3 separate regions of the Triticum aestivum genome follow, and regions 2 and 3 are each linked to region 1. A link is a contact called in public Hi-C data. All regions are on one chromosome and are shown on one strand. The core of a region is the stretch at or near the end of the contact, and the rest is flanking DNA. Distances in the headings are between cores, read along the strand shown. Region 1 holds the start of LOC123077470 (protein TWIN LOV 1). Region 2 holds the start of LOC123074144 (probable WRKY transcription factor 72). Region 3 holds the start of LOC123074143 (WRKY transcription factor WRKY24).

Evidence for each region. A called contact is a pair of places that touch in the nucleus more often than the background predicts.
Region 2: a contact with region 1 is called in a Hi-C map of leaf, with 2.3 times the contacts expected there. The contact joins the promoter of LOC123074144 here to the promoter of LOC123077470 in region 1. A contact is called at or near these places in 2 of 5 Hi-C or Micro-C datasets (both in leaf).
Region 3: a contact with region 1 is called in a Hi-C map of leaf, with 3 times the contacts expected there. The contact joins the promoter of LOC123074143 here to the promoter of LOC123077470 in region 1. A contact is called at or near these places in 1 of 5 Hi-C or Micro-C datasets (leaf) and 1 of 1 datasets of contacts at active chromatin or transcription factors (leaf).

What each region holds. Positions count from the first base shown.
Region 1 is chr3D:67,169,702-67,174,255 of IWGSC CS RefSeq v2.1, reverse strand. It overlaps LOC123077470 (protein TWIN LOV 1), which reads right to left and starts at 2,775. Exons shown (of 8, transcript XM_044499747.1): 1 at 1,847-2,775; 2 at 1,269-1,286; 3 at 318-525; 4 at 119-183. The coding sequence starts at 2,381. LOC123077472 (a long non-coding RNA gene) reads right to left here. Exons shown (of 6, transcript XR_006436661.1): 5 at 3,948-4,037; 6 at 3,466-3,867.
Region 2 is chr3D:67,563,617-67,568,170 of IWGSC CS RefSeq v2.1, reverse strand. LOC123074144 (probable WRKY transcription factor 72) reads left to right here and starts at 2,339. Exons shown (of 4, transcript XM_044497065.1): 1 at 2,339-2,800; 2 at 2,945-3,016; 3 at 3,206-3,793; 4 at 3,918-4,554. The coding sequence starts at 2,738.
Region 3 is chr3D:67,456,557-67,461,110 of IWGSC CS RefSeq v2.1, reverse strand. LOC123074143 (WRKY transcription factor WRKY24) reads right to left here and starts at 2,287. Exons shown (of 1, transcript XM_044497064.1): 1 at 1,072-2,287. The coding sequence starts at 2,189. The coding sequence ends at 1,518.

The DNA.
Region 1 (4,554 bases), core at 1,526-4,025:
GTAATACTGATCATAAACAGTTGCACATCATATATTCCCCTTATTACAATCAATGGATTGCTTTATAAAAGTTCATAGAACACATACTCTGGTATTAGAATAATAAAGGAATATGTACCTGTTAATGATAGAAAGGCATCACTAGCATAGACTATCGGCATGTCAGGCAAATGGCGGTCAGTTCTGTTAAAATCAAAAATCAAAGTGCATTTAGTAAATAAATAAACCGGGCATGAACAACATAAATAAAACTATGTACACAACAGAATTAAGCCAAGAGAATTAAACAAATGAACAAGAATATGCAAATAACTCACAATACAAAGCTCTGTTTGATTCTACCGAGAGAGAGATTTAACGAAGAGCTGAGTGCTGGGATACCAACAGAATCACATCTCCTCTCACAAACCACCAAACCAGTTAGTTTGCTATAGCGGTTCAGCGTAGAGAAGATGTTGTTTGCTGTGCTTAGAGCCATCTCTTTGTCACAGCCGCTAGCTATACGCAGTTCCTCAGCCTCCAGCCCTGCAACAGCAAGCTAGCAACAACATATTTAGAACTTCTGCTTCCAGTACTACTGTTTAATTTTGTGGGGAGAAAAACATAATGTGAAAATGCCAGGTCAAATGTAAACCACACATCCAAATTGGCAGAAGGCACCATATTCTGCAAGACTGGAATCACCACTAAACTAACATGACAGTATTAATATATAAGAATGGAAACTCAAGCTAGACTTAAGGTGTGTTGTTTCGCTACCAAAACTGAATCTTCATTAAGAGAGCTAGCTGAATTTCCGACACAGTTGCACCGCTAAATACTACAGAACACATGCATATATTTCGAAGAGATGTATTTATCGTACGATTCAGATTCTTATCATTGAAAAAAAGTTCTATTTCTTACACATATATAGCGACTCTATGCGTAGGGTTATGCCCTGTTTGGATTGCATGTAAATTTTGTTGCTGCCCGGTATTTAGTTCAAACTTGAGCTGAAATACCAGGGATCACACTAATTTTACACTGAATCCAAGCAGGGCCTTCGTCTGCCCCGTCGTTAATCTGGACCTACAAAAGCAGGATGGATCTCTTTTTCTTTTGTCCTATTAATGTGTGAACTTCTCTATCCTGTAAGCAAAAACGGATGTTTCTGTCAACAGCAATTTAACAACAAATACGGTCTATTCAGTTTCTCAAAAACAAGGCATCATGTATACAGCGTTGAAACGAAAAATTTATCAACTCAAACAAGAACTTTTACCTACTTCTTCTTGTCTCCATACCTGGAAATGGTAAAAGAAACAAGACTAGTGTAACCATTATTGTCAAACTTGGAACCAAGAAGGAACTAACAACTCAAAAAGGCCACATAGTGACCAGTCTTATATGATCACCTAGTACTCCCTCTGTAAAGAAATATAAGAGTGTTTAGATCACTACTTTAGTGATTAGTGATCTAAACGCTGTTATTTCTTTATGGAGGGAGTATAAGATCGTTTAGATCACTAATATCTTATATTTCTTTACAGAGGGAATACTTGTTTGGCTGTCCATGCTTAAGAATAAGACAACCAGCGCAACTGTAATTACCATACCATGAATGTAGAAATAAATTATAGCAAATAAGGCCATGTTCATGGCCACTTGTATACATGGCGTGTTTACAGCATACATTTCATATCAAGGCACGGTTGAGCAGTGAGGCACGGGGTACTGTAAATGATCTCACGGGCAATTAATGGTTGGTCCACTGATCAGTGTGCTTATTATCGTGCAATTTATTACTCCCAAATGATCACTGTACTAGTGATGGCAACAGATGAACACGTCCAATCAAACTGACCTCTCTTATCGATATCCACAAACACCTCCCCTACGTGGCTGGCGCAAGGCAGCTCCTCCTCCCCCCTGGCCTCCTCCCGGCAGGCCGCGAGCGGCGCGGGCCGCCCCGGGTGACGGCGCGGCGGCGACGCGGGGGCGATGGGCACCTGGACGGCGAGGAAGTGGAGCACGCGGCCGTCGGCGGCGTGGAAGACGGGCGCGAGGTGGAGCAGCACCCAGTGGGGCGAGCCGTCGCGGCGGTAGTTGAGGATGGCGACCTGGTGGGCGCGCTGGGCGCGCACGGCCTCGCGGACGCCCGAGACGGCGGCGCGGTCGGTGGCGGCGCCCTGGAAGAGGCGCGCGTTGCGGCCGAGCAGCTCGCGGCGCGGGTAGCCCGTGAGCGCGGCCAGGCCCCGGGAGGCGTAGACGATGGGGTGGCCCGGCATGGCCGGGTCCGTGAGCAGGAAGCTCCCCCGCAGCTCGTCCAGCTCCTCCAGCACCCACTCCGAGTACCGCGCCGTCAGCGACGCCGCCAGCCGCCGCTCCTCCCCCTCCATCGCCCCCGCTGGGAAGGGATGGGTGCGCCCGCCGGATCGGTGGCGTGATCGGCGCGGGGCGCGGGGGAGGAAGAGAAAAGATCTGCGCGGATGGAGGGGGGCCGCGCGGGGCAGGGTTGTAAAATCGCGTGCTCTGTTTGGCTGTTTCGGCTCTGCTCGGGGCGGGGCGGAAGCTGGAGGCTGGAGCTCCGTCTCGTCGGCCGGTCGCGAATGCCACGGGCGTGTGAGGCTGGGCGCGCTGACTGTGATGCGATAGCGATGCGGGAGGTTTGTGCGGGGAGCGGGTACGACGGAGAGGAGTGCGGGTGCAGCAGCTTCGCGGACGTGCAATGATTGATGGGCGGCGGAGCCGGGATAATGCACGCGGGCGTGGCGATCCGCCCGCGCCTGGCTCGTTGCCGGTGTCAGCCGCAGGCTGATATAAGCTCTACTCGTACAAATAGAACGCCCGTGCGTTGCCACGGGCTATATTGCCGACTTTTTTTTTACCGTTATAAAGAACTATCATTTTCTTTCTTCTTTTCTTCTCCCAACTAAAAATGTTTTTTTGAATTTAAAATTATAGAGTAGAACTTATACGAAATATGCTACAAAAATATCATCTTGTGTTTAAAACCATAGAACCGGCGATCTTTAATAAGGCCATCAGAAAGACATGCATAAGGCAGCATAGTACTAAGGTGACTATGATTTGCCACGGATCCAAGACATGAAAGTCAAACTATAATAATTTGCTCATACACACTATGTGTAATTTAGACATAGATCAATTCAAGTCCAAAAAGAATAGTGATGAACAACGATCCTGTCATAATTCTAATCACAACATATGTTTGAAATATTTTTTTGGTTATACAAAAACAAACAAATAACATGCTTCTTTATAAAAATTAGAACTATTGCTTCCAAGGATGACTACCTAGGTACGAGAATCAATCTGAAGCTGCCTTTGAGTAAACTATGATGCAAGAGGCTTTCAACCAAGAACCAGAATTGGGTTGACTACCCACAAAGGTCAGAACTATTCTTTAGAACTTCATAAAAAGCTAAATTCAATCTACAAATAAATATGAAGAGAGGTTAGTAAGTAAAACTAAGTCATGACTAAAATATTGAGGGGGGGGGGGGATGATTGTTTTTAGTCCAAAGATGAATACCCCAGTATAATAAGAAATAGCATTGTGCAAGCATCGACAACAATAAAAATAGTAGTAGCCTCTCAATCCCTCGCTATCTCTCTACAGCTCTTTACTACTCTCTTTTATTCCTCTCCCAAGACCACACACGACAACAACAACACGCTCAATCTCTCTTCTTCCCCCCAAAATCAGCAGCTAATCTTTCTTCTTCCTCTCAAATCGAACATCAATGCCCAAGCACCGCCAACCACCACACCGATCACTCGATCATGCATTCTGTCGTCCAGACGCACTGCACGCATGCACCACTGCCCCGCCTCTCTCTCCAACGGCTCACCCCCGCCCCACTGCGATCAAGGCAGACAAAAAGAGTATGATGTCCTTTATTAACTTTATTAATTGTCACATGGTTCATCAAAGAAATTACCTAGACCAACATTCATCAACAAGAAAACACCACGTATGGCACAAGCTGATGTGTTAGCTTCCTGGGGTAATGCTGGAAGGTCTTCACAACCTGGATAAGTAAAGTTTGAAAGGTTATAACCTCGACTAACAGAATAAAATGAATTTTAATGCACACACATGTAGATACATCTCTATTATTTTCTGCTCTTATTTTTAGAATCAGATAGCCAACTTTTTCATTAGAATCAGAGTGAAGCCCATATACTACTTGCTCACAAGTCCTTGACAATGGAAAACTTTGACATCCTCCTTCGTGATCTTAAACACTTGTAGGTAATTTCCTCCTTCATGCTTTTGAACTCTTAAATAGTGCACTGCAGCTCCCGCATCCATGAGGCATCGTGCCCTGTTAGTGCAATGTAGCTCCCACATCGATGAGGCGGCGCGCTCCATCTCCTGGAGATAGACAAGCCACCGGTGCAGCCGCTGAATCCTCTCATCCCCACTTTAGGATAGCACTGCCCCACTGTAGGATTGTTCTGTGGCAACGCATGGGCAACCATGCATCTATTGCTGACTGGGATGGTGTGCATAAAACTACAGGCTGAACTTTGGATTGCCTAGAT
Region 2 (4,554 bases), core at 1,090-3,589, 390 kb before region 1:
AAATGCTAACTAGATACTAGGAGGTAGATACTACGAGCTAGAGAGGGCGGAGCTTCACCACTTCTTCGCCGGCCTTTTGCCCTTCGGATCGCTGGCACTACTGTAGGCGTCCGCGGCAAGATGTGGGTCGATGTCGGAGCCGTCGTCGTCGGATCCGTTGGAGGAGGAGGAATCGAGATGACGATGTAGCCCTTGAAGCGCCGGACGATGCAGTCCTGCTTGCGCTTGAGCTTGGCCACCCTCACCGCCTCCGCCTCTGTCTCCACTGCCTCCCGCTCGGATTGCTCAATCCCGAGCCAGAGCCGCTTGGCGTTAATCCTTCGGAGCCACCGGGCGTTCGTCTCCGGCATGGTAAGCGACCGATGGTACACCCACTGGAGGAGACGCTCCTCCTCGTTGGGCACCGGCATCACGAGGCGGCGGCGGGCAGACTGCGCAGCCGCGTGGGACACGAACCCCATCTCCCTTGCCCTCTGCCTCGTGGCGGGCGCCGCGTGCCTCCGACTCCGGAGTCAGCATCCGTGGCGCCGGCGGAGCGGGCACTAGAACCCACAGCTGCCCGCGCGGAGGTGGAGGAGGACGCCAGGCGGGTGGAGCCGATTGGGCTACCCTCGCAAATCTGTGCACGGGGCGTGAAGGGCCAGCGCTGCGGCGACAGGTGGTGCCACACCTAAACCGGAGCTGTCGCCTGTATCAACCCATGAGCGCTCCAGCGCGATACCGAGCGCCAGCACGTCCTCGTCTCCGGAGCTGCCACCGGAGTGGCTGCCGGTGCTGGACATGGCCGCCGACACTCAGGATTGGATGGATTGGGGAATGGGGAGCGGAGCAGAGTGGAGTGAAGTGAGCCTAGGGTTTGCTTCGGAGGGGGATTTTGTGGGATCGGGGTGGGCCAGAGGTGGGCGAGGCAGACGTGGCGGACGCACCCAGGCGCACCGGGCTGCCTTATATCCATCCTACATTTGGGATGGATATAAGGGATGCTGATCAGGGCTGTTTGAGAGGTTCGGTTGGGTCCTTTTTATGACGATCAGTGATCGGACGGCTTGTCGAGATGTTTTAGACAGATTTGAAAGGTTTGGTTGTAGATGCTCTAAGCATGCATGCAGCTAGCGATGACAATCATGGCTTGGTTTCAACGGGGCTCCGCTGGGACCGAGCTCAAGTTCTCAACAAGTAGGCCAACGGAAACCGAATAATCTAATCCAATTTGATCCCTTGCATGGCCGACTTGATCGGAGGCCACATCGCATTCACGATCACGAGGCTTGGACGACTTGCTTCTGATTGGATCGCGCACGGCGTGGAGGACGTCACGCTCCGTCGCGGGCACGTACAGGAGGTCGATCGATCCATCCTCTGCTACTTAATCAACACGCACGAAGACTTCTTGGACTCGGGAGAGAAGGGATCGCCATCGCATCCGGTCACACGCCGTACGCACACATTTTCTTTATGATCCCGCACATGTGATATGACCTCGCGTCGCGTCGCGTCGCATAAATTGGGATCGATCGAGCGCTGTGCATGTGCGCCGGCGACTCTACAGTGCTCCGCACATGCCGTGCATGGTACCATGTACTGTTCAGACGCAGCCAACCAGATTATTCGGTTACGTAGTACAGTACTACCATCACAACAGATTGGGACGGAACAGGTAAATGTGCTGACCGGGTTGCACTTGTACTGTCGCCTTGTCGTTCCACGTTTTTACTTTTCACGCCTGAGTTCAATGACCGGTCCGAGTCCTCGCTCTTACTACGTTTGACCTGCTGCATGCACGTAAATCCTGAATCGATACTACGTGCGTGCGTCACTCACGTCGAGCAAGGCGTTATATCAGAATTTCCGCATCATTTTATGCTATATATTTTTACGTGGAGAGGAGAACAGTTCAGACTCAAATTGGACCGACCGGCCGCTGGCCAGTTGCTTGCTTCTCCGGGTTAGCCGTACGAAAGTCAACACGTAAAACGGCCCCAAAACGAATTCAACGCTAGCAGCTGCACGCTCATGCTGCGTGCGTACATACGCTAACCAAGAACACATCTAAGCTAGCTAGCTAAGTCAAAGCCTCTCTCTCAGAGCAAAACGGAAGGATGATTGCACAATGAAGGTCGCACGCACGTACGTGCGTGCGTGCGATCCGCATTCGGAGGGGAGGGAGCTCGCTCGCGGAACCAACGCTGAGGGGAGGGGGCCGGCGACTTGCAGGACACGTTGTGGGCGGCGACGACGCTGACGACGGCCACGGCCGGTGGTGACCACCGCGCGCGAGGGCGGTATTATATTGGGGAATGGGGAAGCCAAGGCAGCCTGCTTACCTCACTCGCTCGCTAGCTAGCTTGGTAGACCTGCCTGCCTGCCTGCTGCCCATGAGGGAGGCTGGGTACACGCGTTGACATTGTTTATGAGCTCGCTCGCTCTCTCGCTCGCTCTGGTCTGGACGGGAACCAGCAACCGAGCCGCCGTGATGGTACGGTAGGTTAAGGAGCCGGGCACTGGGATTTGAGATTTGGTACGCGGAGCACGCAGCAACTGCTGTTTATCCATTAGTTTAATCCCCGGCGAGTCAGAAAGTGTAGGCTTCGTCGTCCTAGTCGTCGTCGTCGCTTCGACTCCGATCCTTCTTTATAAGGAGGGCGCGGGGCTGCTGCAACCACAAGGCGTCTCTTGCTCATCCAAAGCAAACAAAGCTCCCTCTCTGCAGGTTCGCCATCTCGTGACTGATCCGTCCATGGACGTCGCCGTCGAGAGGCCGCCGCCGGTGAAAGAGGAGAACAAGCCGGAGACCATGGAGGTATGTACACACATCCCTTTAAGTTGTCTACTAGATGCATGTTAACCCGGCAGTGTTGAGTTGCTGATCGATGAGCGTGTACCCTACATGTTCGTTCTTGAGATCCAGCTGAAACTGAATTAGCTTCAATTCTTTGGCCTGCAGATCGCAAGCGCGCTTCCAATGGTCCTCGAGAGTTTCCCGTCCACGCAAAGAAATTCGATCACCACCAGCAAGGTACTGCAAACTACTCCGTATGATCTGAAAGTCAAATTGAGAGCTGGTTAATTAGGAGTACCATGTAAGAAATAGAAGCAAGTTGAGAATGAATTGCACCAAATTAAAGATCGAACCATGTGTGTTTATTTTATGAAGAATCGCTCGTACATCATCTAATGATTTCTCCTGGGTATTGTGCATGTGCAGGACGACAAGCTGGAGGCGACCAAGGCGGAGATGGGCGAGGTGAGGGAGGAGAACGAGCGCCTCAAGACGCTGCTCTCCCACATCGTCAGGGACTACCAGTCGCTCCAGACGCACTTCCAGGACGCCGTCAAGGTCAAGCACCAAGCACCGGCCGCCGACAAGCTCCCTGCCGCCCCCGCGCCGGCGCCTACCGCTACCACCGACGATCTCGTCTCTCTGTGCCTCGGCAGCGGCGGTTACGCTCGCCCGAAGGGCGCCCACCAGAGGTCGCTGTCGTCGTCGTCGTCCGGCACCGAGACCGACCCCGACGATCAGCTGTCGCTCGGGCTGAGCAGCCGTCGCTCTACGGACGGCGACGACAGGCAGGCCGCCCGCCCGTCGGCTACGCCCCTTATGAACCTCAGCTCCGACAGCAGCGCGGACGACGACGCCGCGCCCGGTAGCGGGCTGCCGGCCGCCGCGTGCCCGCCGGCGACCAAAGCGCGCAAGAGCCCCGGCGCCGGGGTCGACGGAGCCGACGACGAGGTGCTCCAGCAGCAGGCCAAGAAGGCTAGGGTTTCCGTCCGTGTCAAATGCGACACCCCCACGGTACGTTCGCGCATACAACATACATACGTACAGTACAAGATTCTGTACGTGTTTTCATGATGAAAATACTTTTGAATTCAAAATCATGATGAGCTAACCATGTTTGTGTGTTGATGATGAGCAGATGAACGATGGGTGCCAATGGCGGAAGTACGGGCAGAAGATCTCCAAGGGGAACCCGTGCCCGCGCGCCTACTACCGGTGCACCGTGGCGCCGTCCTGCCCGGTGCGGAAGCAGGTGCAGAGATGCGCCGACGACATGTCCATCCTGATCACGACGTACGAGGGCACGCACAGCCACCCGCTGCCGCCGGCCGCCGCGGCCATGGCGTCCACCACCTCCGCCGCTGCTTCCATGCTGCTCGCCGGCTCTTCCTCGTCCTCGTCCCACGGGCACCACCTCCCTTTCCCGTCCGCGGGGCTCCTGGGCCCGACCACCATCTCCACCATCGCGTCCTGCCCCACCGTCACGCTCGACCTCACCGCCCCGCACTCGCTCATGCAGCAGCAGTACCAGTCTCCCTACGCGGCAGGGTACGAGTCCAAGGCGCTGCCGGCGGCGTGGAGCAGCGGCTACCTGGCGCCGTACGCCGGGGGGCTGCCGTACTACGGCAAGAGCTCCTTGCCGGCGATGGGGCAGCATTTCGGCCTGGGCATGGCGACGACGAGGGCGGAGCAGCTGTACGGCGCCGCCCATTCGTCCTCGTACCTGCAGAGAACGTCCAGCGGCGGCGTCGTCCATGGCGCGCCCGCGGCCGCGC
Region 3 (4,554 bases), core at 1,038-3,537, 290 kb before region 1:
CTACTTCAGCACTCCCGGTCCAATCATTATGACCTTTTTCGTGCACCCAAAGCTAGTCAAATTTCTGGTCAAGAAACAAAAGACTAGTCAAAAATTCTGTACCGGAAAAGAAATTTGGCCTGTTTCTAGACTATGTTCTGGCTATGGCAATGATATTTGCGGTTCGCCGTCGATAGGACTAGGCTTGTAAGAAAACTTCGAGACCTGTGACTCTGTGAGCCACCCGATGTTGTATGTCTTTCGGCTCGACACAAGACCGACTCAAAAAGAAATAAGCTAAGCATGAGCATTTTATGTAGCTTGATTGAAAAATGAGCTGATCTTGAGCCAACATTGATTCGCTCAAATTTTTGCTTGATATGATATAATTATATTAAATAATGCTTATATATTAAATGAAAATAAGATAATTTATTACTCTCTCCATTCCATATTACTTGCCATTTAAACAGATGTATCTAGCAGTGAAATGCATTCATATACATCTATTTCAGCTACAACTAATATGGGATGGAGGGTGTATCATAATATGTTGTGTATGATTTTTTCAATTTATCTACTAGCAAGCATTGAATCTTAATTAAGCTGGAGAAAAATTAGGCCTCAAGATGGTACATGGCCAATGTGTTAACTATCCTGTTATTTTTGCCAAGGTTTGAGAGCAGATGCACCTTTGTTTTTTCTCTTGTTAGCTCATCCACGATCTTTTGCTATTAAGTAGTACTAGTCTTCAGTTGAGAGAGAATAAATAAAACTACCTTGGAAAAAATTATATTATCATCATTTGATTGGAATAATATTTTATATTGGTTTACTATGTTGTGTGTGTCCTATCTAGTTTAAAAAATTATTTAAAATTAGTAAGAAAAAAAATGTTATTTAGCACGAAACTAGTTTAAAATCGACTTGAGAACATTACAAGCTGAGCATGAGCCACTTTTTATAGCTTGACCTTGAGCTCCAATTAGTTTGGAGTCGCTCGAATTTTAGTGCCGAGCCTAGCTAGTTCAACATTCAACTCGCTCGAACTCAACTCCTTTGCAGTCTTGTCCACGAAAGCTCATTGAGCGACATTATTTTAAGAGGATCTGAAAGAACGGACGGATTCATTGTGATACTCCCTTCATTTTTAAATATAACTCCTCGTATAGATTCCAATGCAGACTCATACGAAACAAAATGAGTAAATGTACACTCTAAAAATACTTATATTTAGTAACCGAGTAAGTATGTGGAGCCTACCAACTTGCCGATGAATGATTGCCGTACGTATGTGTGTTTGTTAACCTGTTCGTGCATCAATTTATTTTCTTTTTACAGATAGATACTGCATGCCGTCGATCGGCGTTTCCATCGTGCACAATGGACGTGGAAGCGACCGAATTATTCAGTGACGGCACACCACCATCAAGGCAACAAATCGTGTACATGCATCCGTGAGATTTCTGAACCGTAATCGATCATAAAAACCAAGGTAACCAGCTCCGTACTGGTCGATCAGTATTCGGTAGCTCAGTTCAGTAGGACTCCGAGGAGTGCGCCGCCGCTTGCAGCTCGCTCCAGGTCCAAGCGGGCGCCGTCGGCGCCGAGTACGCCGGCGCCGCCCTCGACGACGTGCTGCCGGGGGTGACGTGGTTGTGGACGCCGTCGTAGGTGGTGAGGACGTAGAGCGGGTCGTCGCGGTCCCGCTCGACCCGCTTCTTCACCCCGCACCCCTCGGCGGAGCACCGGTAGTAGTTGCGCAGGTTGGGGCTGCTCTTCACCGCCTTCTTGCCGTACTTCCTCCACCGGAATCCGTCGTCCATCACCTCCACCTCCGACCGAGTCCGGAACCCGATCCTCCCCGACGGCCGCCCTGCCATAGCACCGATCCCTCCTCCTCTCGCCCTCGCCGCCGCGTCGTCCTCGAACATCCACGCGCCGTCGCAGTAGTACGAGGCCGTCATAGGGAAGACGACGCTCCGCCCGTACATGTTCATCGTCTCGCCTCCAGCGGCGCCGAACGCCGGAAGCGGCGAGTAGTCGGAGGCACGAGCGGCCTCCACGAGCTCCGGGAAGCTCAGCTCCGCGGCACCGTCCGCCGCTGCCACGAAGGGATCACCGGCTTCGAAATTGTACAAGGAGGAGGCCGCCGGGTGGGCCGAGTAGTAGGCTTCATGGCTGGTGGTAAGTCCTAGCGAAGCCGCCATGAGTGCACTGCACAGACGAGCTACGTACTAGCGTGCTACGTTACCGGTAGTGGTGTGGGCGGCGGTGGGCCTGAGCTAACTGCTTTGACGGAATTCCCCGTGGCATGGCCCGCGATTTATACTACCCACGAACGGCCGGCGAGCTTCATGGATGCTTCATGGCGGGTACGTACGGTGAAGGTTCCGATGGTGTCGCGTCGCGTCAGCTAGTCACATGGCGATTTGATCGCTCTGGCGCCCGTGATGGAGGCGTACGTGCGCGTGCGCTTTCGGATTATTCCCGACGTGGACCGGCCGGGCGGCCGGGCATCCGAAGAAGCAACGGCCGGGCTAGTCAAGAGGAGACTTAAATGTGGCCTTTGGATCATTCATCTGGACCGTTATGGCCGCCGATGGATGGCCCCGGCCGGCGCGCGGCGCGATTTAATTGGCAGCAGTACGCCGGCGGTTGCCACAGGCACGCAGCGCCGCCATTGCACAGCCACGGCCATCGACGATCGCACAGGATATATATAAATATATCCATCTATGTACGTTCCTCGCCGTCCGATCGATCGGGCGGTACATCATCATCATGATCATCGTCAGCTGGATTTTGGGTGTAGTACTCCACTGTTGCGGATCTGAAATACTACGTACTTAAGGTCGCAACTGTGATGACAACGAGACATCGGTGCTCTGATGTCTGATCAGAAAATAATACTGTACTGTGTACGTATAAACATCGGGCTCAGATCCGCATTGTGAAGAAAAAACATACTAGTACTAGTATGTACGTGTGATTATAATTACTACGAGACATGGGCGCTCAAATCCGCAGCAGTGGAGCACACCCAAAATCCAGCTGACGAGCTTTTCGGGTCCAAATGAGCGTTCGCGGTCAAGTCCATCGCACCGGCCGGTCGATCGAATCCCACTAACTCTTCATTTTGTGTACGTGCGGTGCACCTGACCAGGGTAGTCTATCACACAAGCGACACCTAGCTAGCCTACTCTCTAGCCAGCAATTGAGTTGCCATCGTTTTGGTCTGATAGACTCGGATTTAGCATTGCCGATCACCATTAAAATAAGAAAACAGCACCGAATATGTCTCGTTATTAGATAGAGTATTTAATTTTTTGTTGAACTATTTACGCACATCCGTTTGAGCACAGTTAATATGGGACAGAAGGGATAGTAATTACTCGGTGCATAAATAGTTCAACCAGAAAAGATACTACTCATCCGTCTAGGTGTGTAAGTCATCTTACAAAAACCAAATAATTCCAAAACACTTAGGCGCGGTGCATTAACTTCTACCTCGTTTCTTGTTTCTTGACATATCAACCAATAAGAGATGTGAGTGTGCATGCTTTTAATGATTTGAGACTACCAAACACGACATGCAGTGGTTAGTTCATTGCATGCAATGATATTAATTAGCAAAAAAACATTAAGATCTCTCGTTTCCCCTCCTCCTTGGTCATGGTGCATAACCTAAAATGACTTATTCACCTAGACGGAGGGGGTACTACTCTATAGAACAACCGTTTGAGCAACAGTTAATATGGCACATCGGGAGTATTTTGTGAAAGATTCTATAACTCTCCCGACGCTTTTGCATACGTTGTCGTTTGGTTGCTAAACTTCTGTCATATCTTGTGGTGCGCCAACGGCAGGTAAATCTTGCTCCCTTTTTGAAGCTTATTAAATAATTCATGTTATCATGCAGGTGAAGACTGAATTGCCAGCCGGCCGATATTTGACAGTGATGTCTCGCGCTTTCCTCATTGGAGATTCATCTGGACATACTGTACTATAGATGCATGCATTCGCATTGCATACTGGAGGTAGGCGGAAGTAACACCCTCGCAACGAAAAAATAAGTGGGACGTAAAGAAAAATTTCAGGTGATGGTAATTGCATGTGTGCATGCTAACTTGATCATTTCGGTGTGTGTTTGATTTGGAAGTTAATTGTATCAACCGGGGTTAGTCACGAGTACTAATTAGCACCAGTAGATGCGCACACACCTTTTTCTGGATTGCCTTTCCTGGTTCAGTGATGTACGGGAATGAACTCCCTCTGTTGTTGTCATTAATGGCATGCACGTACTGTATTTTATTTTATTTTGACTTTGTGAACACGTTTTAGATGGTGGCTTAATTGCTCAATTTGCTCATTTATATAAATATATATGCATCATCAAAAGAGCTCTCTAAATGTATGTGAAATTCCATGCAACTATGATGACAGATCTTTAAAGTTGTATAAAATGCTATACAGGTCCTTGCTGTAATTTCCCCATACAAACAATAGTAAGTTCCTTGTGTAACTTGTATGTGTTCCTATGTAAAATCTTTATCTAGCACAAGTAAGTCCATT